Linked DNA regions of Mus musculus: regions 2, 3, 4, 5 and 6 are each linked to region 1. A link is a contact called in public Hi-C and HiChIP or PLAC-seq data. All regions are on one chromosome and are shown on one strand. The core of a region is the stretch at or near the end of the contact, and the rest is flanking DNA. Distances in the headings are between cores, read along the strand shown.

What was found. Hi-C and Micro-C count contacts between places; a contact is called where the count stands out from the background. HiChIP or PLAC-seq counts read pairs in DNA pulled down with a chosen protein or histone mark.
Region 2: an H3K4me3 HiChIP or PLAC-seq map of bone marrow-derived macrophages shows a contact between it and region 1, with 4 times the contacts expected there. The contact joins two enhancer-like sites. A contact is called at or near these places in 1 of 15 datasets of contacts at CTCF or cohesin (large pre-B cells) and 3 of 115 datasets of contacts at active chromatin or transcription factors (bone marrow-derived macrophages, large pre-B cells and thymic regulatory T cells).
Region 3: a contact with region 1 is called in an H3K27ac HiChIP or PLAC-seq map of microglia, with 7 times the contacts expected there. The contact joins two enhancer-like sites. A contact is called at or near these places in 2 of 15 datasets of contacts at CTCF or cohesin (large pre-B cells and pro-B cells), 8 of 484 Hi-C or Micro-C datasets (B cells, the C2C12 cell line, the MNK3 cell line and 5 more) and 4 of 115 datasets of contacts at active chromatin or transcription factors (acute myeloid leukemia, fibro-adipogenic progenitors, microglia and 1 more).
Region 4: a contact with region 1 is called in a FOXA1 HiChIP or PLAC-seq map of pancreatic cancer cells. The contact joins two enhancer-like sites. A contact is called at or near these places in 2 of 15 datasets of contacts at CTCF or cohesin (large pre-B cells and pro-B cells), 3 of 484 Hi-C or Micro-C datasets (bone marrow-derived macrophages, embryonic stem cells and peritoneal macrophages) and 2 of 115 datasets of contacts at active chromatin or transcription factors (large pre-B cells and pancreatic cancer cells).
Region 5: a contact with region 1 is called in an H3K4me3 HiChIP or PLAC-seq map of bone marrow-derived macrophages, with 5 times the contacts expected there. The contact joins the promoter of Vps4b here to the enhancer-like site in region 1. A contact is called at or near these places in 6 of 39 promoter capture datasets (the 3T3-L1 cell line, the C10 cell line, cranial neural crest and 3 more), 1 of 15 datasets of contacts at CTCF or cohesin (the NIH/3T3 cell line), 20 of 115 datasets of contacts at active chromatin or transcription factors (the 230-238 cell line, the NIH/3T3 cell line, T-cell acute lymphoblastic leukemia and 15 more) and 4 of 9 other capture datasets (adipose tissue, liver, macrophages and 1 more).
Region 6: a Hi-C map of the MNK3 cell line shows a contact between it and region 1, with 7 times the contacts expected there. The contact joins two enhancer-like sites. A contact is called at or near these places in 1 of 15 datasets of contacts at CTCF or cohesin (large pre-B cells), 7 of 484 Hi-C or Micro-C datasets (the MNK3 cell line, Sertoli cells, bone marrow-derived macrophages and 3 more) and 9 of 115 datasets of contacts at active chromatin or transcription factors (Th17 cells, acute myeloid leukemia, embryonic fibroblasts and 6 more).

What each region holds. Positions count from the first base shown.
Region 1 is chr1:106,406,960-106,410,431 of GRCm38.p6, forward strand. No RefSeq gene overlaps it. Among named protein-coding and RNA genes, the nearest start is that of Gm41928, 110 kb to the right of the region's middle. Within about 2 kb of position 1,407, at least 115 of the 459 cell types and tissues checked have an H3K27ac peak or open chromatin away from gene starts, as enhancers often do. A contact at or near this core is called in the MNK3 cell line, bone marrow-derived macrophages, macrophages and 4 more, where this site is marked.
Region 2 is chr1:105,963,992-105,967,421 of GRCm38.p6, forward strand. No RefSeq gene overlaps it. Among named protein-coding and RNA genes, the nearest start is that of Gm26214, 20 kb to the left of the region's middle. Within about 2 kb of position 1,355, at least 50 of the 459 cell types and tissues checked have an H3K27ac peak or open chromatin away from gene starts, as enhancers often do. A contact at or near this core is called in bone marrow-derived macrophages, where this site is marked.
Region 3 is chr1:106,813,807-106,817,451 of GRCm38.p6, forward strand. No RefSeq gene overlaps it. Among named protein-coding and RNA genes, the nearest start is that of Vps4b, 19 kb to the left of the region's middle. Within about 2 kb of position 1,700, at least 39 of the 459 cell types and tissues checked have an H3K27ac peak or open chromatin away from gene starts, as enhancers often do. A contact at or near this core is called in bone marrow-derived macrophages and microglia, where this site is marked.
Region 4 is chr1:105,923,676-105,927,027 of GRCm38.p6, forward strand. All of the region lies in intron 2 of Gm41927 (a long non-coding RNA gene), which reads right to left. Among named protein-coding and RNA genes, the nearest start is that of Gm41927, 8.9 kb to the right of the region's middle. Within about 2 kb of position 1,351, at least 78 of the 459 cell types and tissues checked have an H3K27ac peak or open chromatin away from gene starts, as enhancers often do. A contact at or near this core is called in bone marrow-derived macrophages and pancreatic cancer cells, where this site is marked.
Region 5 is chr1:106,794,932-106,798,512 of GRCm38.p6, forward strand. Vps4b (vacuolar protein sorting 4B) reads right to left here and starts at 1,794. Exons shown (of 11, transcript NM_009190.2): 1 at 1,490-1,794. The coding sequence starts at 1,516.
Region 6 is chr1:106,735,737-106,739,190 of GRCm38.p6, forward strand. The region is part of intron 7 of Kdsr (3-ketodihydrosphingosine reductase); the gene reads right to left. Among named protein-coding and RNA genes, the nearest start is that of Kdsr, 22 kb to the right of the region's middle. Within about 2 kb of position 1,350, at least 11 of the 459 cell types and tissues checked have an H3K27ac peak or open chromatin away from gene starts, as enhancers often do. A contact at or near this core is called in the MNK3 cell line, where this site is marked.

The DNA.
Region 1 (3,472 bases), core at 157-2,656:
TAGCTCCAGGCTATCCTTCCTTACAAATTGTTCCAACTGCTGCCTGCATGTCCGTATCCCCAGATGGTCCCCCAGTACTGTGTAGTGAGTGAAACAGCTTGCTCTTCCAGGGACTTGGCCAGCATCCCAACTTTCTTGGGTCCCTAAAGATGTCAATGCCCCACACAGCAGGAAGCAGTCTAAAAAAGCATGGCACCCAATCTCTCCTTCCTATTCCTCACCTTTTGTTATAAACAAAGGGGAGGAATGTTAGTCCCAGCCTGCCTTCAGTGACTCAGTGCCAGCAGCCCTGACATACCAGCCCAAAGGCGACACTCACATCCTTTAAAAGGTTCCTGATGAGGAGGCCCTGTTCTCTGTCTCCTGGTCCCTCTGTCTCTTGCTCTTTGTATTTCTCCATCTCCCCTGCCCCTTATCTCTTGTGTGAGACTTGTTTCTTGGTGTGCTCTCTGTGGCATGACTTATCCCACCCATCATGAATCCACCATGGTACTCCTCCCACCACAGAAAACCTAACAATGATTCTGTTAGGAAGCACAGTCTTGGAACAGGACACGCTGTATGGCTAAGGTGCTACTGAGGCTGGGTGGAGCCAGGAGGAACCAGATCAAGGCAGATAGGAGCATGAGGCAGGTTGTGAAATTCAAGGATCCCTAAGCAGTGCCGAGGGCATCTGGGACTGGAGCCTGTTTCTGAGGGCTTTGCTTTAGTGAGGGCCTTCAGTGAATTTGCCCTCAACTGCCAGTCAGTCATTTGGTGAACTGAGCTTCTAGCAAGCTCTGTGGCCACATCTCCCTCAAAGAGATAGCCAGTCAGCAGCCACAGATAGGTGCAGGCTGCTTGCTTTGTCCTAAAGTTCCCTGGGCTGTTCTCTTGCAGCCTAGGTAGAAAATCACAGCTGTTGAAGGTTGAGGAGGTGGCGGGGGTGGGGGGGGGTGGGGAAGGGTGTACTCAAGGACCTTGCCAAGTACTCCATCAAAAACCAGGGCACTACTTTTTCACAGCAGAATAACAGGTTCTGAGAGAGGCTCTCGGGGCTGGTGGCTAAGCTAGGGGACAGCTACATGGCCGAGTATGGATGGAACCTCGCTAGCCCTGGGCGAGACAGAGTCACAGTTGGATGAGTCACCGTCTCAGAATCTCAGTCTGCAAATGAAGGAAGTGACACTGGGACCACAGCCAGGAGAGTCAGAAATGCTAGGAGTGACTGAAAGAGGTCACCAGGAGATCAAGCTATTCTCACCTGAGGCCAGGACCTGCAGAGATGGCTTTGTAGGGGACCTCCAGGGGCGACTAGCTGTGGGGGATGTGAGAGTGAACCTAGTGGAGGAGGAAGTGGATCAGAGCTAGACTTCATGGTCTCCTGCTGGAGGAATCCCGATCAGGCTGTATGCAGTCTAAGATAGGAAGTGGCTCCCAGCAAACTGGTGAGACAGAATAAAGGACCAGAGCCCAGAGTGATGGCTGCTTCCTCTGTCTTCTCTGAAAATCTCCATTGGGCAACCAGCCTGCTCCCCTATAGAGTAAGGGGCAAACAAAGCCAGAGAGCTCCTGTAATCCTCCAGTTGGGTCTTGATTATATAACCTCACCCTTACTGGCTGAGAAGCTGTATATAAGTTTTTGTACTGAGTAATAAAGTTAGACCTGTATACTGATGTGTGTGGGTGTGAAATCTTTGTGGGTCCTGTCTCCACTTTCTCCCCATTTCTTGGTCCCAGTTCTGTCAACTAGAGGATGAGCACATGCCAGGGTGCAGTCCACACGAAGGACCCCTCCATCCAAACCCTATCCTGTTTGAAAATGGGAACATGCGGAGCAGACAGATCTACAACTGGGGAAGACTAATGACTCTTCTAGGGTCATCAGCAAGAGGATGTCAGAGATCCTTCGGCCTTCCCAAAGGGTGGTGACTTCACATGCCAGTGCCTCCGGAAGCAGCAAGCACCCTCCTCTGGGGCTGCCAGCTCCTCGCTGCCACTTCCTGTTTCAGGTGTGGTTTTCCTGGGCACACAAATCAAATTCCACAGCAGCAATGATTCCAAATAGTACAACTGGCTTGGAGTTAGAGACTGAATGTGTCGAAGGATCTCTCTTAGAACATGAATCTATCCTTGCTTACTGAGTTCTATATAAATAAAGAAGTGCCCCACTGCCCGTCAGTCAGGCTGTAAGAACTGCAGCCCCACAACCATGCCTGACTCATTCCTTCTCCAACTCCATACCAGCCCCCAGCCCCTAGCTCCCACCCCCGTGGGATCTAACCAATACTGGTATGGCCCTCAGCAACCAAGTCCAAAGTTAAAGATGTGATATCTCCATCTCTATCTCATCTCTATCTCTACCTCTATCTCTATATCTCTATAGATCTATACCTATATATGTCAGCAAATTGTTAGATTCAGAAGAGAGATACAGATTGATCTGAAACCTGAACCACTTCTACATAAGGCTTTCAGGGCATCTAGACCACTTGACAAAGCAAGTCTGTGGTCACTTAACTGGAGAACCACTGTGATAAGAATTCCTTCAGTCAACAATTTACCAGACACTTAGATGATACCCAGTAGGCCTGAAGAGATTTGTGGCTGACCTAGATTCTAATGGCCTAGTTCACATTCCATCCCATTTCCTGTCACCTAGCTTCCTGTGGATCTTTTGGGATTCCCCCGTTTGCAGGACTGTGTGGTACCAGTTCCTGCTGAAGAGAACAGTCACAGATCCCTGCCGAAACCTCCCTGTGCTGTGTATTCCCCACTGTTCCCCAGCAGTTGGTATGCACAGCCACGGCTGGGGCAAGAGTTCTGTGCTTGAGAGCCCAGGAAGCTTCTGAGGAGCCCAACTGTCTGAGTGAAGAGCACCCTCACTGTGTGGTGACCCCTCCTCATGCACACCACACACTGTACATGTGGCCTTCTACGGTGGGATGGCACCATCTAAACTCTGCCCTCACGGTGACTCACTTGAAGGTGGAGTTGATCTTTCCTACTCTTTGCTTTATCCATATATTCCCATGGGCCTACATGTGATATAGATGTGTAGCCAAAATGTTCAAACTCAGAGAGATTGCTGTTACCATCTCAGTCACTGTTCTATTGCTGTGAAGAGACTTCATGACCAAGGCAACTCTTACTAAAAAAGAAAGAAATGAAAAGAGAAGAGAAGAAGAGAGGAGGGGAGGGAGCGGGAGCGGGAAAGGGAGAGGGAGAGGGAGAGGGAGAGGGAGAGGGAGAGGGGGGAGGGAGAGGGAGAGGGGGAGGGGGAGGGAGAGGGGGAGGGAGAGGGAGAGGGGAGGAGGGGAGGAGAAGAGGAGAAGAGGGGAGGGGAGGGGAGGGTGAGGAGAGGGTGAGGAGAGGAGAGGGTGAGGAGAGGGGAGGGAGAGGGGAGGGAGAGGGGAGGGAGAGGGGAGGGAGAGGGGAGGGAGAGGGGAGGGAGAGGGAGAGGGGGAGGGGGAGGGGGAGGGAGAGGGGGAGG
Region 2 (3,430 bases), core at 105-2,604, 440 kb before region 1:
AGAGGCCTGAGGAAGTCTCATTCTTTCCGGATCCTCTGATACATGTTCAATATTTCTGATTTGGTGTTTTCTTCTTTTCTAATTCTTTATAGAGTTCTCTTAGCATATTATTCAAATTCTATTTGGAAAAACCTCCCATGGGCCTTGGCTGAATTGAGAGGCTAAGGAGGATGAGGGATCTAATTAGCTAGAAATATGAGTCCGAAGCCAGTAGAACCAGAGCAGGCAGAGCCATCTGAATGTTTCGCAACTCTGCACCTACAAACTGACTAAGGACCTGGGTCACAGAGCCTATATAATAGCTCATACAGGGCAAACATATAGTATTTATTGTGAGGTAATAAATATCTTCTAGCAAGATAGAAAAAAAACTACTCAATAAATTGTTAGGTAATCATTTTTAAATGTCTAAATAAAACCATATTAATAATACAAATATAAACAATGTGTTGTAATTATTTAAAAGGAAATACACAGACTATAAATAAAGTTTTATTTAATCAAAATATTAAATGGTTTTTAAAAGCTTTATTGCATGCAGTTAAACTGAAGTTAGTCTTAGGCAGTTTGACCACTGCTGTGGTTTGAGTGGGGACTGTCCTCCACTGGCTCATGCATCTGAGCACTTGGTCCCTAATCATTGGCACTGTATGGGGAGGTCATGGAGCTTTTGGCAGTACGGCTTTGATGAAGGAAGTATGTCACTGGGGAGCTGCTCCAAGGCTTATAGCCTCACATCCTGTTCTCATTCTGATGAAATTAGATCTCTGCTTCCGGCTACTGCTCTCATGTTATTATAAAATCTATCTCCGTGGAACTGTAAGCTAAATTAACCCTTTCTCCTTTAAATTGCCTTGGTCAAGGTGTTTTTTCACAGCAACAGAGAAGTAACTACCAGCACGTTCTCCCATTCAAAGGCTGAGGAAAGGGGATGGTTTATGCAATGCCCAGTAAGCCATCCTAATGCCCCTCGCCCCAATGTGCACTCTCACCTCCCAGAGCACCAGTTCCAAGTGGTTTGCTGTGTCTTTCATGTACCTTCCTTTTCTTGACATGTTGATCTTGTATCTGTAGAAGGAATTCATCCAGCAAGAAAATAAAAGCTATGCTTCTTGGAAAGGTCTGCCAAGTACAAATTGCATTAGGTTGCTTCTGTTTAAGCACTCGAGTTCTCGAGAAATTCCCTAGCCACTGCTCTTGGTGTGCTTGTTGACGGGACTCATGCCCAATGTTAACAGTGCTCTTCTGCCACCAAAGCATCAGAAGAGGGCTGCGGTGTGAGTGTTTCCCACTTGTGGGTTGGAGCCTTCATTGCTCAATGGGACTGACACTGACGGGAGGAAGACTTCATGGGAAGTGCTGACCTCATGGAGCCAGAAGCCTCAGGCCTATGGGTGCTGTCTCTTGTGAAACTGGATTACTTACCTCGAGCAGTCAGTTGTTACAAAATCAAGTTGGCTTTCTCAGCATTCTCTCGCCTCCTCCACTGTCATGGGATCCTCCCACTTTCTGTTGTGAGTTCCAACAGCATGCAGCCCTCATTAGAAATGGCCTCTAAATATAGAACTTTGCTGGCTTCATGGAACAGGGCCAAAATAAACCTCCTGACATTATAAATTACCTAGACTCAGATACTCCGTTACAGCCACGGAAAACAGACTAAGACAACTATACATTTGATCTCTAGCATATACTTCTATCCTGTAGAAGGCAGGCTATCCCAACACACTCATACACACAGGATATATGGGCCTATGAATAGGATTTAGAGTCCAGAAACAACAGCCTGTATCTATGACTAATCAACAACAATTCCAAGACAACAGAATGCAGACGAATAGTCTATCTCACCAATGGATATCCACATGCAATAGAATGATGTTGGACTCGTAATTTATATTATATACAAAAATTAATTCAAATAGGTCAAATATCTAAATCTAGAAGCTGAAACTATGAAACTCTCAGAAGAAAACAAGGGGTTAATTTTTTTGATCTTATTTGATACTAGACTCTGAGAGATGGCTCAAAAGAATAATCCACAAAAGGAAAGAAAATTGGATTACATAGAACTTCAGAATGGAATCCAGGTATCACATGCTCTAATCCTGGCACCTAGGAGACAACAGCAATAGGAACTCTGTAAATTTGTGACAAACCTGCCCTACATTATGAGTTCCAACCCACTGAGGGATATGATGTGTTTATAAAACGAAAAAGGGAGAATGAATATGTTTTTGTGGATATGTAGTCAGGTATAGGGAAGGGGGTGCCTCTGCGGGCCCCAATATTCTATAGTATAGAATAGAGTTTATTCAGGGTATGGGAATGGGAGTTAAGAGTGAGAGAGGGAGAGGGAGAGAGAGAGAGAGAGAGAGAGAGAGAGAGAAGAGGAGTAGAGACTGGCTATGACCACATGAAGAGAGGGAAAAGGGGCAAGAGGACAAAGAGGGAGAAAGAAGGTAAGAGCAAGATCAAGAGACAAGATCAAGCAGAGGGGGCAAGCAGCCCCTTTAATATTAAGTCAGGAATACCTGGCTGTTGCCAGGTAACTGTGGGGTGGAGCTTAGACAAAATGCTAAGAGGATACTTAGTGAGATCCTGTCTCATCAAAAAGGTAGTACATAAAAAGACATTATTGAGAAAATATATTGACAACCTTACACAATGAGAGACATCTTCGAACCAAATATCTGTAAGAGATTTGTATCCAGGATATATACTTAAAAAAAAAAAAACCCAAAAAAACAAAAAAACCTTACAGCTCAACAAGAAGACACAATTAAAATTAAAATTAGGTAAAAAAAAATGCATATTTCTCCAAAGAAGATGTTTTAATGGGACAGTAGGCCCATGGTAGGGTGTGTGATGAAAAGGAACATCAAATCAAGACCGTAGTAAGATCCCTTTCCATGATCTGGATCTGTAAATGGTTAGAGCTGGAAAATATCATACTTACTGAGCAACCAAGACACAGAAAGACAAACATCACAGTTCTCTCTAACTTGAGCTCCAAGCTCCAAATTGGCAGACGTGAGTGCATATCCTGGAGTAATGCAAACACAAAGAGTGTAAAATGGACTGATGTTGCCAGGGTGGGTGGGTGAGGGAGCAATAGAGGAAATGGCAGGGTACAAGTGATCTGATCATGACCAGGGATAGGGGATAGAAAAAGGAGGGGCTATGTTAGGGAAAGGGGAGGCAGAAGGAGGGAGGAGAGTAAAGTAACTAAGAATATCTGGAAGAGTCATAAGGAATCATGTTATTAACTGTCTACCTAAAATACCCACAATACAAGTAAGTCTACATGCATGCAGAGTTTGAATGAAAATTTTCCATCAGGGCTGACAATGCTCCCTCCAAGAGCCAATGACCATCTGACAAAAACCTCAATACCAAACATGAGAATCTCTCTTTTAAGTTGTTGGTC
Region 3 (3,645 bases), core at 450-2,949, 410 kb after region 1:
TTCCTGGTCAGCTACTCTTGCTGAGTTGGCAAGCTTCAGGTTCAGAGAAAGACTCTCAGAAACATGGAAAACAATAGAGAAGTCACCTGGTATTGACTTCTGGTCTCTATATCATGATCCCATGCTCCTGTTCATTCACATGTAACACACACAGACACACACACACACACAGACACACACACAGACACACACACACAGACACTCACACACACACAGAGACATACACACACAGACAGACACACACACACAGACACACACACACACACACACAGACACACATACACACACAGACACACACAGACACACAGACACACACAGACATACACAAAGACACACACACACACACACACACACACACACACACACACAGGCTTCTAGAGTTAACCACAAACTTTTTCTATATATTACTCTGACAAGGCATCCATAGTTATTAAACACACAGCCAGGCCACATTATTCACAAAGGCATAAAAGCACAGCAGTGCTCAGTTCTCATGTTTGTGGGCCTATCTTTTAAATGGTGGGGCTTTTTAGAAGCAAAAGGTTCAAGTTGCCTCTTAAAGGAGAAAGTATACTATCCCTACTAAGGGAAGAACTACCCCAGCACAAAGCAGTTTTTCTGTGCCAGGAACAAGTAAGAAACACTAGAAAATGGATATCATAAGAGCTCCCAAAATGGCAGATCTAGGTCAAGAGATATACTTTGGAGGGGCATGGAGACATTAGCTTATTCATAAGCCAGATCTCTTCAAAGACCACAGAGTGTAAAGTATCATGTAATTGATCCAAGCAGCCAACATGTCAATCAAGAGATGTATACTGGGTTGATTATTACGTGAGAGCCATGTAACCCTCCAAGCTCCTTCTAAATTTCTCAAACAAAAAAGAGGGGCATTGTACACAGATCATGTAACCCATGGGCATTATAATACAATTACATCTTAGAAATAATGGTGATGTGATTTTATATGCTATGCCTGCTCACTGTGGAGTGGAGGACATGGCTATCTCTAGGCTTAGAATTCTCAAGTTCTAGGTTTGAATCCAGACTTCAGTTAGACAGCTCAAAGCCTTTCTTAGAGCATTAGAAGGGGTCTGCTTGGAAGGACACACCACCTCGAAACTCAGCTGCAATGTGAAAACTCAGTTTTCTTTTGGCCTCAGCAAGAGCAGAATCTTCCCTCCTGTTGAGAAGGCAGCTCAGGATTTGGTTCCTCTGAGTAGCCAGCCCATCCCTGCACGAGTCACTGGACCACTGCTCACTCTTGTCACACACTATTGCACAATGCTGGCTTCTTTCAATAGGAATGGGTTACGAACTCTGAGAACAGGACTAGTGCGTGGATATGGAGGTTTTAGGGAAAGTGATAAGACAAGATTCTTAGAAAGGTTCACCCACTTGCAAGTGTCAACAGGAAATTCTAGTTCCCAAACCAGCGAGTGAACTGTGCTTGATGAGGGGTAAATCACTTAGCTAGAAGTCAGCCCCAGAAGCAAACCCCGCTGGCAAAATATGGAAGCTTTACAATTTTCAGAGAATTGTGCTGTTAACTGGGAGACCAAGAGATGGCACACACATGCGTGCTATTCTGTTTTACTAAAAGAAAGAGGAAACATCCAACAGAATCCACAGTGCGGTAAAAATGCAGAAGCCCAGAGCATTAAGACCCTGCTCTGCAGGGATCACGATGACAAAGAGGAACCTAAACTATGACAGAAGAAAGTCCTGAGCTGAAGAAGCCCCATTCAGTCAGCAGCATAGCTCTAGCTCAGAGCCTGTGGGAACTGACCTAAAGACCCGTGGGACCCATGGGTGTTACATGTCGGAAATAACTGCAAGGTCTAACTGCAATACACCACAAAGGCATCGTTCCATGTACCTGAGTAAAATAAAGCTTGTCTTAGTCAGGGTTTCTATTCCTGCACAAACATCATGACCAAGAAGCAAGTTGGGGAGGAAAGGGTTTATTCGGCTTACACTTCCATACTGCTGTTCATCACCAAGGAAGTCAGGACTGGAACTCAAGCAGGTCAGGAAGCAGGAGCTGATGCAGAGGCCATGGAGGGATGTTCATTACTGGCTTGCTTCCCCTGGCTTGCTCAGCCTGCTCTCTTATAGACCCAAGACTACCAGCCCAGAGATGGTCCCACCCACAGGGGCCTTTCCCCCTTGATCACTAATTGAGAAAATGCCTTACAGTTGTATCTCATGGAGGCATTTCCTCAACTGAAGCTCCTTTCTCTGTGATAACTCCAGATGGGTCAAGTTGACACAAAACTAGCCAGTACAAAGCTCTTCCAACAGAGGCCAGGAGTAAGTCTCCCTAAACTTTTATGCTCAACAGTCTCTATCAGAGAAGGTTCTATGCTGTGGTAGACACACTGATGTGCTGGTTCTCAGCCTGTGGGTCCCGACCCCCCAGGGGTTCTCATAGCAGGCAGCATGCATATCAGAATTTTACATGACGATCCGTAGCAGTAGGAACATTACAGTTACGAAGCACTAATGAAATGATATGATGGGTGGGGGTCCCCACAACCAGAGGGACGGTATTAAAGGGTCACAACATTAGGAAGGTTGAGAATCACTGCCCTAGGCCCATAGCTGTAAAGTTGTTTTCATTTTTCTGTTAGGAACAAAATGCTATTTCTTGCTATTAAGTGTTTCAAAGAGGTAAAAGTAATGGTGGAACGTCCCCACCCCCATTCACTGAGCATCCATTACAGCCACAAACCCAACCAACTGCCTCTCATCTTTGCAGCAACCTTATAAAGCAGGAATCACTGATCTTGTTTTAAGATAAGAGTAAATTTGAAAGCACTGAAGTGAGACTGTCCTTGGGTCTCACTTCGAAATCACCAAGACTTTCATTCCTATTCTGTTCCCCAGGAGTCAAGCATAAACGCCAAAACACATCTCCACCATGCACAATGGTCTCGAGTACCGTAATTACGTTTGGCTTTGAGGGACCGATTTAAAATACCAAGCCATTTTAGAGATAGGTAGCGTGGTAAGGAAAACATAGACACGAGAGGCTAAACAACAGCCGGGTGTGGTGGGATGGGATGCATCTGTAGTTTCAGAGGCTCTCATGAGCCCTGGGGCTCAGGGACTCAGCTCGCGGAGTGCAGGTGCAGGGCGTGTGCAGATTCTCCCTGAAGACCTTTCAAGGATGTTAGTGTTGCTTTTGTTTTGTCCCCCTTCACTCAGTTCAGAAGTTCATCTCTGCTGGGAACACCCTTGCTAAGGTTCACAGGGAGAAGAAAAGCCAGAGTGGTGCGCTGGACAGTGAGTGTGAGAATAGAGGTCCGTGCTCGGTCTGTTTTCCTCCACAATAGCAGAAGCTGCTGTGCGCAGCAGGCAGGAGTACAAGAAGCCACTGGGAGCAGCTTGTCATGAGTGTGAGACCCATCTCTCCGTCCGCTCCATGCAGACTTGCATCTGGCATAGAGGGTGGGGCCGTACTCATCTCTGTTGCTTTATCGATCCTAGAAGAACTCACTTGTGCATGTGGAGATAAATGAAGTTGTAGTGGCTTTGTAAGTTTCCTAACGCTGTTATTTTGAAATAGGTCTGTGATTGGTTGAAAATAACTTAAAATAACTTTTATTTTCCTTTTGTGTGTGTGTGTGTGTGTTCTGCTTC
Region 4 (3,352 bases), core at 101-2,600, 480 kb before region 1:
CCAATACATTTAAATATATGTTTATAAATAAAAAGGTCTCTCCCCTACGTCTCCCTGATCAACGTATTCCCCTCACTGCTTCCCATGTCCATGTTGGGATGCTGATGAGTCTAAGGAGATTACCTTGCCTCCTGCTCATTCATCAATATTCTTCTTATTTTCCACTATTCCGGTCACAGAGAAAGACCAGGTTACATCAGTTTTGAAAAATGTCTCCTGTTACCTAGAGAACGTATTTCATATAGAAGCATCCTCCAATCTATTCTTTTCCTAGTTTTTAAAAGTGATGACAAGAGAGAGCCAAGAATGACCTCTACCATGCAGCTCTACTTTATAAAATTGTATGTAAATTATGGAATTGGTGAGTAGTAAGGAATAAAAGAAGTTTTCATACAAAGGAAGAAGAGATGTTCCCAGAAGAGCTAAAATGATAGAAGTCCCAACAAAATCAGATATCTAAGGCTTGGAATTTTAAACACATGAACTGGACACCCTTCCAGAGGTGGGTTTTCTTGTATATTTGAGTGTTATATTGTTGCAAATACTCTAAAGGATGGAAGCAATACAACTTTAAAATAGTGAGGGATGGCAAATGCCATTTGGTAGAGTGCTCGCCTATCATGCACAAAGCCCTGGCTTCAATCCTAGCATGACACAAAGCCAGGTATGATGGCACATACCTATAATCCCAGTACTGGGAGGTGTAGGAGGTGGGTCTGATGCTAAGGTCCTGTTCCCCAGTTGGTTCTTGATCGATCAATAAAAATGCCAGAGGCCAATTGCTAGGCAGAAGGAAAGAGGACTTCTGGGTCCCTGCAGGCAGGTGAAGAGATGCAGAAACAGAAAGAGGGATTTTCCCCATGCTTTGGAGGGAGACTCAGGACCAGCCTCAGATAGGAGATTAGAACTGCAACTATGCAGAGGGCAGTTTTGAGTTGTTGAACAAGGAGAGGGTAACTAAGTTAAGGGCAAATTAAGAGGTGCTGAGCTCAGAGTATTAGAAAGAGCACACTAGCTGGAGGAGTTTAGAAGCGCCCAGCAATTGAGTCAATAAGACAGGTTGAAATTGAGCTGTGTGTGTGTCCAAGGTTTTCATCTGTGAATCTAATATTCTCTGGGCAGGGGCTGATGGCATGGTTCTCCTGGAGCTTAAAGCAGGGTAGCAAAAACTACATGCTACAGGGAGGTAAAGTGGGGAAGAATAGTTCAAGGTCATTGTCAGAAACAACTAGTTCAAAGCCAGCTTGGTTGCTATAATAGTTGGCTTTAATGTCAACTTACCACCGATCATCTAAATAGAGTGACTTGGCTCCGATCCACTTGACTGATAAGGCTAGAGTCACCCCTAGTGTTGGTGACACAGAACTCTGGTAGCAGCCTAGTTAAAAGGTCATGTCAGAAGGAATACCATCTCACCCTACACTCTCTTGCCTCCCCTCTTATTGCTGCTCCTGGTCCCTTGGCTGACATCAGAAACAGCATTTCTGGGCTTCTGTCACACAAGGAAGACCAGTGGGAACCTTGTATGTTTGGTATTCAGATTGGGACTGCCGAGGTTCCTACCCTTGTGGACTGAGCAACTACTGTGTTGTCAACTCCTCAGTGAGAGGCAGTGATTCTGGGACCACTCTAGCCTCAAGGACCTAGCAACTACATGGGTCTCAGCCTCTTGAGAGTTATTTAGCTGTTGTTACTATTTTACCCTAAATTCACACACACACACACACACACACACACACACACACACACACACACACACACACTCCCACGCATATTTGCACACACAGTCATCTGATTGGTTCTGTTTTCCAGAGAACCCTGACAAGTCCATCTCAATGAGACGCTGCCCCAAAGTTTCCCTGAAAGTCAACTATTTCTTCACTGTTTCCCATAAGTCTCATTTTAAATGTAGGGGATGTGCTGTACATAATTGTGCAGACAGACTTTCACTTTCACACTATCTGAAGTCCCAGAGCATTAGTGCTACTGTGCATTCCAGACCCATCCATGTTTGCTGACTCGTCATGCTCAGCACAGTAGAAACACTATCGCTCACTTGCCTTCATTTCCTGGTACAAATACCAACAGGAAGGATTTCCCTGTGAGAGTTGTGTTCTGGTGTTTGAGTATTACTTAGGAAAATTCCTAGCCTCATAATGATTGGCCTGGTGAGAATTTGTCTTATTTGCTCTCTGTGAGTTGAAATGAGTTTTCGTTGGAAAATTTCATAATAGCTCTGGAGGTCACAGGGAGCATGAGGCTGTTGCAGAACCAAGGCTGCTGACCCAGTGGCTGGCACTGAGTGTGCTCAGGCCACTCTTCATCAACAGAGGAGTGTTTTAAAGTCACATTCAGTAAAGGAGAGTTGTCTGAGACAATCCAAAAACAGCTTACAAATGGCTAAGAAAGCCATTTTTTACCTTCAGTGACTTTTTTTTCTGTTGTCATACAGTGTTTTATGAAAATAAAAAGTAAAGTGTTTGCTATTTTAATATATCTGTGACTCATCAGAAAACTACTTCCTGGGCTCTCAGTTTGACTTAGAGTCACACAGATTCAATGAATGTTTGCCAAATTGAAGAAAATGATTCTTTTATGTGACTTCAATACACTTTTCCATTTCACAGTAGAAAGACAGCACAAACAGGTAATAACCTGTTGTCATAAACAGAAAGATTCCTGTATTAGCTGTCATTGCAAAATAGCTTAGACTCTAGATTGGTGAGCTGACGGTCAAAGGCATTGATGTGTTTCAATACAGAAAGATATTTATAATGATTTATAATGGCATCATGATCTTCCTCCCGACCCTTCCCCCCTCCCTGTGTGCTCACACACATGTGGTTGCACAGGGATCACCCTGGAGTGTCATTTTTTTCAGGGCTCCACAGTTCTCCATTTCCCTAGTGCTGGGATTTTAAGGTGCAAGGCACACACTTGGCTTTTTATCAAATGTAAGTTCCAGTGAACTCAGTTCCTCAAGCCACATGACAAGCACTTACTGACTGAGCTACCTTGCTTGCGTTCATAGTAGCATTAATTACAATTGCAAAGGAAAGAAACTACTCTTGGAATTAATAATGTACTTGATCCACTCAATCTGTTGTGCAATCATAATTCATATTCACAAAGACATTGGATTTACATAGCATATAACATGAGGCATTTTATACTTTAAAGGGAAGTATTATATACAATTAAATACTTTAAAAGGAAGTACTATATATAATGTGCTGTCTATATGTATATATTCAACATCACAGTTTAAAAGTTACGGACATGGGCTAGGGAGATGGCTCAGTGGTAAAGTGCTTGCAGTACAGGCATGAGAACCAGAGTTCAGATCCTCAGC
Region 5 (3,581 bases), core at 544-3,043, 390 kb after region 1:
AGTCTGATGGAGAAAAACCACAGTGGAACTAACCACTAACACAACTGTAGCTCAACATCCCTCCTTCTTACCACTCACAGCTATACTTTTAATATTTTTCAGTCTCTAACTGGCTCACTGAAGAACATCCAACAATCCAATTAACATACAATGCATTCTGGTTACAGAATCAAACTACAAATGTTGAAAAAGAAAGATGAGTACCACAAATGAAATTATCTTTAATATCCACAGGAAAGCCGTTATCAATCAACGAATACATTCACAAAAGCAAAATCATCAACAACAAATCCACTAACCACCCCACAAAACAACCAAAACAAAACCCCAGCATTTTCCGAAAAGGGCTACAAAATATAAGGTTACAAAAACTCTGTGGAAAAAAAAATATACATACAGATTAATAGTGAACTTACTCTTAATTCTTAAAAATGAGCCATGGCTGCATTTAGACTTTATAAAAGAGAGCAATCATTCATAATCTTTTAGGTTGAGTTTCAGGATAAGACCCACTAGACAAACCTCTACTCCCCGTCTTGGTGTGGAGTGATCCCTATTCAAATGCCCTTCCTTTGGGTGGAATTTCTTCAGAATCAATTATCCTACGTTAAGGAAATATGTTTACATTATCATTGTTACTTATATCAGACACTGAACAAATACCTATTTGACTACCAGAAGACCAATATTTAAGGGTACTTTGTCCTACTCCTTGGTAAGAAACTAACCAACCTATTTGGCTAGAAGTCTTGGTTATTCTTCTGGACCCCATGGACGAACCAAGGATGATGGGAGACGGCGTTACAAACATTTGCCAATGCACACCGTTCCACGAAGCAGCAATAACCCCTTTCTAACATTATCTTAGGAATCCGAAATGTACCTAGAAAACACTTTTTGTTTTTGTTTTGCGATGAGGGCGGGAAAGTGAAGATACAGATTAAAATACTCCCTGATCTTAAATTCAGTAATTCGGGAGAACATACTCTTAATGAATTCATGGGGATGGTGCCAACAGGCTCGCTCTAACCTAAGGTTCTTGGCCTATTCACCGGATACCTGGACGTCTTTGTTTATCAGCGTAAGGAACTGAGAAGGCAAACCTTATTCTAAACTGGTCCGGAGTACTGCTTTGGGAAAAACAATAACAAAAACAAACAAACAAAAAAAAAAACCCTTTTCCTTTCTTCTTGGTGGACAGACTGGAGATCTTCCTGGTTGGAGAGATCGGCCCAGTTCGGCCCAAACTCCGCTGTTTTGTTTTCCAATCTCACAAGCAAACCAAGAGTCCCACAGACCTTGAGGCTGAGGCGATGCCAAGGCCGGCCCCGCTGGGAAGCGCCCCTTCGCCCGGGTCCCGTCTGCGCGGGCCCGCCCTCCTCCGCCGGGGACAGGGGCGCGGCCGCTTCTCAGTCCCCCGCCCCCACTCCTTCCCCGCGGGCTCCGGCTCTCCAGAGGGGCCCAGAGGAGCCCAGAAGGACCGCGGTACCTGCAGGTTGGTGTTCGTGGACGCCATGGTGGAGATCCGAGGGGTCCCCTACTACAGACAAGGCCCGCAGCAGCGCCGTCGAGTCGCGCCCGGGTCACCACCGCAAACCGTGCGGAGGCTGGCGGCTCTGAGACCCCCCCAGCGGCAGCCCCAGCTCCGGAGCCGTAAATCCAGCAGGAACTCCAGCAGCCACCCGACCCTCCGCACAAAACTTCCGTAATTTCGAGCCCCTTAGGGCTCTGGTCCCGCCTCTGGCCCGGGCACTTCCGCTTCGTCATCCGCACACGCGCTAACCAGTCACCCAGGATGCGTTTCGCCACAAATGAACTCTCGCGAAATGAGAACAGGAAGCCGAGATGCGGAAGTCAGCCTAAAGGCATGTGGGGGATTCTGGAGTGAAGTCTGGTGCTGGAGAGGGACGTCAGTTGTTAAAACATAAAAGTGTGACAAAAGTGTGTAGCTCAGCTAATGTATCGGACATTAACATTTTAGTTTTAGTAAGCAATAGTACAGTCATTTCAGATGCTATTAAGAGAAAGCTGGATGACAAGTACGTTGGAATTCGAAAATTCTTTTTGCAACTCTTGTGCAAGCGTTTCAAACTAAGGTTTTCTTTTCGAAATTATTGCTATCTGCTCCTTATATTCCAGCACAATAAAATACCTATTGTGTATATAAAATGGTAAAATGTAAATGGAGCCTTCACCCCTACTGTCTAGTGTTTACGGTACTGGGAGGTACTTTGCACAGAACCAGAGGAGAAAGGTAACCATCACCCAGCTACAAACCGTGGGACCTACAGTGGTGAGCTGCTTGCAGATAGGCTGGCTCAATACTGGCACAAATGTAAGAATAGCCAGCCACTCTCTGGTTGGATATAAGACCCAGCTATGGGATGGAACAAAACTGCTTGGGTAGCCATGAACTTTAGACTGGATAATCATGGTCTTAGGAGAAAACCACATACTGTTGTTCTGATTAAAAAAAAACACACACAGCAATAAAAATGACTCCCAACAACATTCTGCTACACCCATAGATCAGTGATTCACTCTCCAATCATCAAAGGAGTTTCCTCTTGTAGTATATGGGAACTAACCAGAGACCCGGAACTGAACAGTCAGTGTTCAGTGAGAGACCTAATGGGCTATCTTCATCCCTCCACCCCAGAGCAAAGAAATCTAGAAGAGGAGGAAAGACTAAGAGCCAGAGGAGTTTGGAGGACTCCAAGGAAGCAGAGTCACAAAAGGACTGAAGAGCAGAGTTCAAGTCAGATGGGGTCCCAGCACCGAAAGGGGGAAGTGGATGAGCGCTCCCACCCTAACCAAGAAACTATCTGCAATGACACTCACTTGCAAAGGAAAAATTAATTTTCTCCAATGAAACCTTAACGGGTATATAAACCACGCTTAAGGACAGGTCCTAGGCCGACACAAACAAACTCAAAGGTATTTTTGTAGACTTTTTGTCTCATACTTTGAACATTCTTTTCTACCTTGTCTTTTTCCTGTATGTTGTAGTTTCTAATTTTGTGCTTTAATGTAATTTTTGTGTGCATGTGTTTCTTTGGGTTCTTTTTCTTCCTGTTTGCTTTCTAAAGAGAGAGAAAGCAGAACATGAAGGTGGATGGGTGGGAATGTGGAAGGGACCTGGGAGGAGTTGGGGAATGAGAAATCATAATCAGGATATATCATATGGAAAAACTTTTCAATAAAAATAAGATGGAAATGGAATTCTTTATGTGCATAAAGGTTTACAAAATACTTGTGTACATATTTTATCTTACTGAATTCTATGAGAAATGTGTCTGATTTTTATAACTGAAGCTAATTGGGTGATCAAGAAAGCCCATTGCACAGCTGGGTGGTAAACTTAGGTCACTTATCTCCAAGGGCAATCTCATCTGAGAACTGAGGCAAACAACCAGAGGCTGAATGAACCCTGACTCTGGAGTGGAGGCTCAGTTCCGATCACATGAACAAGGATGCCCTAGAGAAGTGTCATCTGAACAGAATCTCAAAGTCTTAAATTGATTTCCACAGACCAGGACATTTCAGACAGCAGTCAAAGCAAGAATAAATGCACAAAGGAA
Region 6 (3,454 bases), core at 100-2,599, 330 kb after region 1:
TTTGCTCTCCCTCCACACCAGGTGGATAAGGACAGGCAAGATGCACTGAGTTAGAAGAGTGTCTGCTGCCCCCTATTGGGCCCACAGATCAATGCAGGTTCCAGTCACTAGAAATCTGTCTAAAATTTTACTGTAGGCTAAACAAAAACAAAACAACCAAATCTCAGGGAAGTCACTACTTCACTGGCTTCAGACTTAAAGAGTATGCAGCAAATATTAATGCTTGCTTAGCAGGTTTGAAGCAGGAGGTTTGGTTCCAAGTTATGTTTTTAAAGCAAAAAGAAATTATAAAATTGACTGAACTCAAAAGAAAATGAAGAGGTTGTTTCTACATAAATAACCCATTTTTTTTTGGCAAACAAAAACCGAATATAGACTACATAAACACCCCAAATTTATGCTACAGAGATCCACATACACTTTAAGAGGAAAAACCACATAAAATAATTAAGTCTAAAACTAGGTTACCTTCAGTGTGAGGTGGTAAGCTTTCGTGGGTTTCCTTCAGCCCCACTTTACCTGTTTATCTGTTTTGTTTGTTTGTGTCATGGCAGAGGGAAAGATGGGGAACCAGATGAATAGAGCCTACTCTCAGCTCAGGACTACCCAGTCATTCTGTATGACCTGCACACATGCAAGGGAGATAGATGCCACTGGGGCGGAAATGACCAGTCCCATGCCATCTGTCCACACACGAGACGCTAAGGAAACGAAGGCGCCACTGCCACCCCATCCTCCATATGTAAAGCAGAAGGTGGCGGAAGGGCTTTACATGGCTCTACAACCTGTGCTCCACTGCCTTGCTGAATGCAATCACCAACATGAGCAGAGTCGAGAACACCTAGACTCAAAACCAAGAAAAGAAACAGAACAAAAATACAACCAAGCAACATTCTGACTGAAGCTCCTTAGAAATAGAAGAAAACTCAGTGGGAACGGGGTGGAGGCTTCAAAAGTCCACACCAGGTGCAGTGTGTGTGTGTGTCTGTCTGTCTGTCTACCTGCCTGTGGCCTGTGGATCAGGATTTAGCTCTGATTTCCTTCTTCAGCACCACATCTGTCTGAGTGCCACCATGATCCCTGCCATGATGATAATGGTTAGCCCTATGAAACTGTAAGACAGAGCCAAGTAGATGCTCTCTTTTATGTTATATTGGTCTTGGTTTCTCTTCACAACAACAGAACAGTAACTAAAGACAAATCCATGACAGACAGATCTAAGCTTAAAAAAATCAGTAGAAATAAAAATTGAAGTTAAATTAAATAAAGTTGAAGAAGAAACCAATAGTGAGTAAGAGATGAGGTGGTGAAGTCAGCCGGAAAGTGGGGCTCCTGAGCGACAACTGCACAAAGAATGCTTCCAAGTGTTCTGGATGGGAAACAATGACCTCAATGTTCCAGACCTGAGTGCATGAGAGAACAAAGGGGCGGTCCTGAGTATCTAGCATATAAAACACTTCACACCAAACGGCATTCTAAAAGATAAAAAGGAAAAGAGTGTCTACAACTAAACCCCACCAGGAGTACACACCTCCCATGTGTATGAGGAAGCTGCTCAGTCACGGATGCTTGCTTGGCCCCTGAGCATTAGTGGAAGGTGGGGAAAGGTAGGGGCTGAAGCCCAGCTGGAGGAATGTGTTGCTGAGGCTATGGCTCAGCTGGCTCTCTGCTGTCCCCCCTTTTTCTCCTTCCTGTAAGGAGCACTGATCTGCCGGGCCAGTTCTCCCTGTCCTGATGGACGGGTGTCTCTGAACCACAAGCCACGAGTTGCTTTTCTCAGGCATCTCAGGTCAGTGGGGTCCCCAGGAAACCCTAGAAGCTAGAACTCAGTAAGAAATGCCCGCAAAGCCGTGAGGACCGTCATTTTCAACTGTCACCCAGTAAAACACCCTACCACACACAGCAACGAAAAATAGGAAAAGGAAGATGCCTTCTTGTGAACCAGACTCTAAACAAATGGTGCCTCTCACGTGCCTTTCTCTGGAATGACTGAAGGGCCACCAAGGTGAGCAGAGAAATGACAGCAGTGGAAGGCACAGACCCCAGCAAGGGACAGAGAAGGGAAGCGCAGCACAGGGGAGTGCAGAGGATGTCACCCCCAGGGCCTGTGTCCTGGCAGAAGGTGGAGCCCCATGACAAGGGGCTTGGAGGAAGAAGAATGAAAGTAACAGAAAGGTCAGTGGTTCAGATGCTCAAAAGACGTCCAGTTCTCCCCAGTGAATGACCTACAAATGCTCTCAGTTAAACAAAGACACACAGGAAAGGAAATGCCATTATAGAGGTTCAACTTAACAACACTCATAAACACAGAATCTGACTCCAACAGAGGTCACACAGGCAGAACAAAGTAGACCTGAGGCTCAAATTTTAGCTTCCCTAGTTAAAACACGAGTTTGTACGTAGATGCATATGAATGTATGTGCATATATGTATGCATGTTATGCATGCATGTAGGTGCATTCACTGTGTATGTATGTAGGTATGTATGTATGGATTGGTTTAGACACATAGGTGAAATGGCTCCCTCTAGGGGTCAGGGGTCAGAAGTGGGAGTGATAAGGCCACAGGTAGCATTAGGCAGCCAACTGCGTCCTATGAGAAAATACTGAGCTAAAAGTTGGAAACAAGTAAGTTCAACATTAAGAAAAGGGGACTGGAGAGCAGAAAAAGGGAGGAGGAAGCTCTGCCTGGAAGGTCAAGTCTTGGCTCAGCACCCTGCACCTAACAGACCCACTAACTGATAAACAGCCAGGACCTAAAGTAGGATACATTCATAAAAATTACGCTGAAGATTCAGAACAGAGCTAGGGAGATAAAGTGCCTGTCTGGCCTCTGAGCACCCGCACATGCAAAGCCAGCCAGGAGGAGGTAGAGACCAGAGAACTCCCGGGCCTACTTGATAGTTCCAGGACAGTAGGAGACCCTGTCTCAAGACCAAGGACACCACCTGAAAAAGAATACCCAAGGGTGTTCTCTGGTCTCCATACACACCTGCACACTCCCAAACACACACACACACATGCACACGCACATATACACCCAAACATGTACATACATACCACACAAACCCAAATATGTATAACACCCCCATATATCACATATACACATCACACTACACACACACACCCAAACATGCACAACTTCCTCCAGTCACAAATACAAACTATATACACACCACCATGCACACGTGCACACACACACACATCACATACACACCTCACTCAGAACACTTAACACTGTATCAAACACATCATCCATCACACACATACAATACATAACACAGACAATACACATCGTGTTGAGGTGACCCCCAACCATAAGGTTGTTAGTTGCTATTTCATAACTGTAATGTTGCTACTATTATGAATCTGTGTAAATATCTGCATCACACCCCACAGCACACACAGAAGATCATACACACATTTCACACGCAACATGCATATCACACACAACA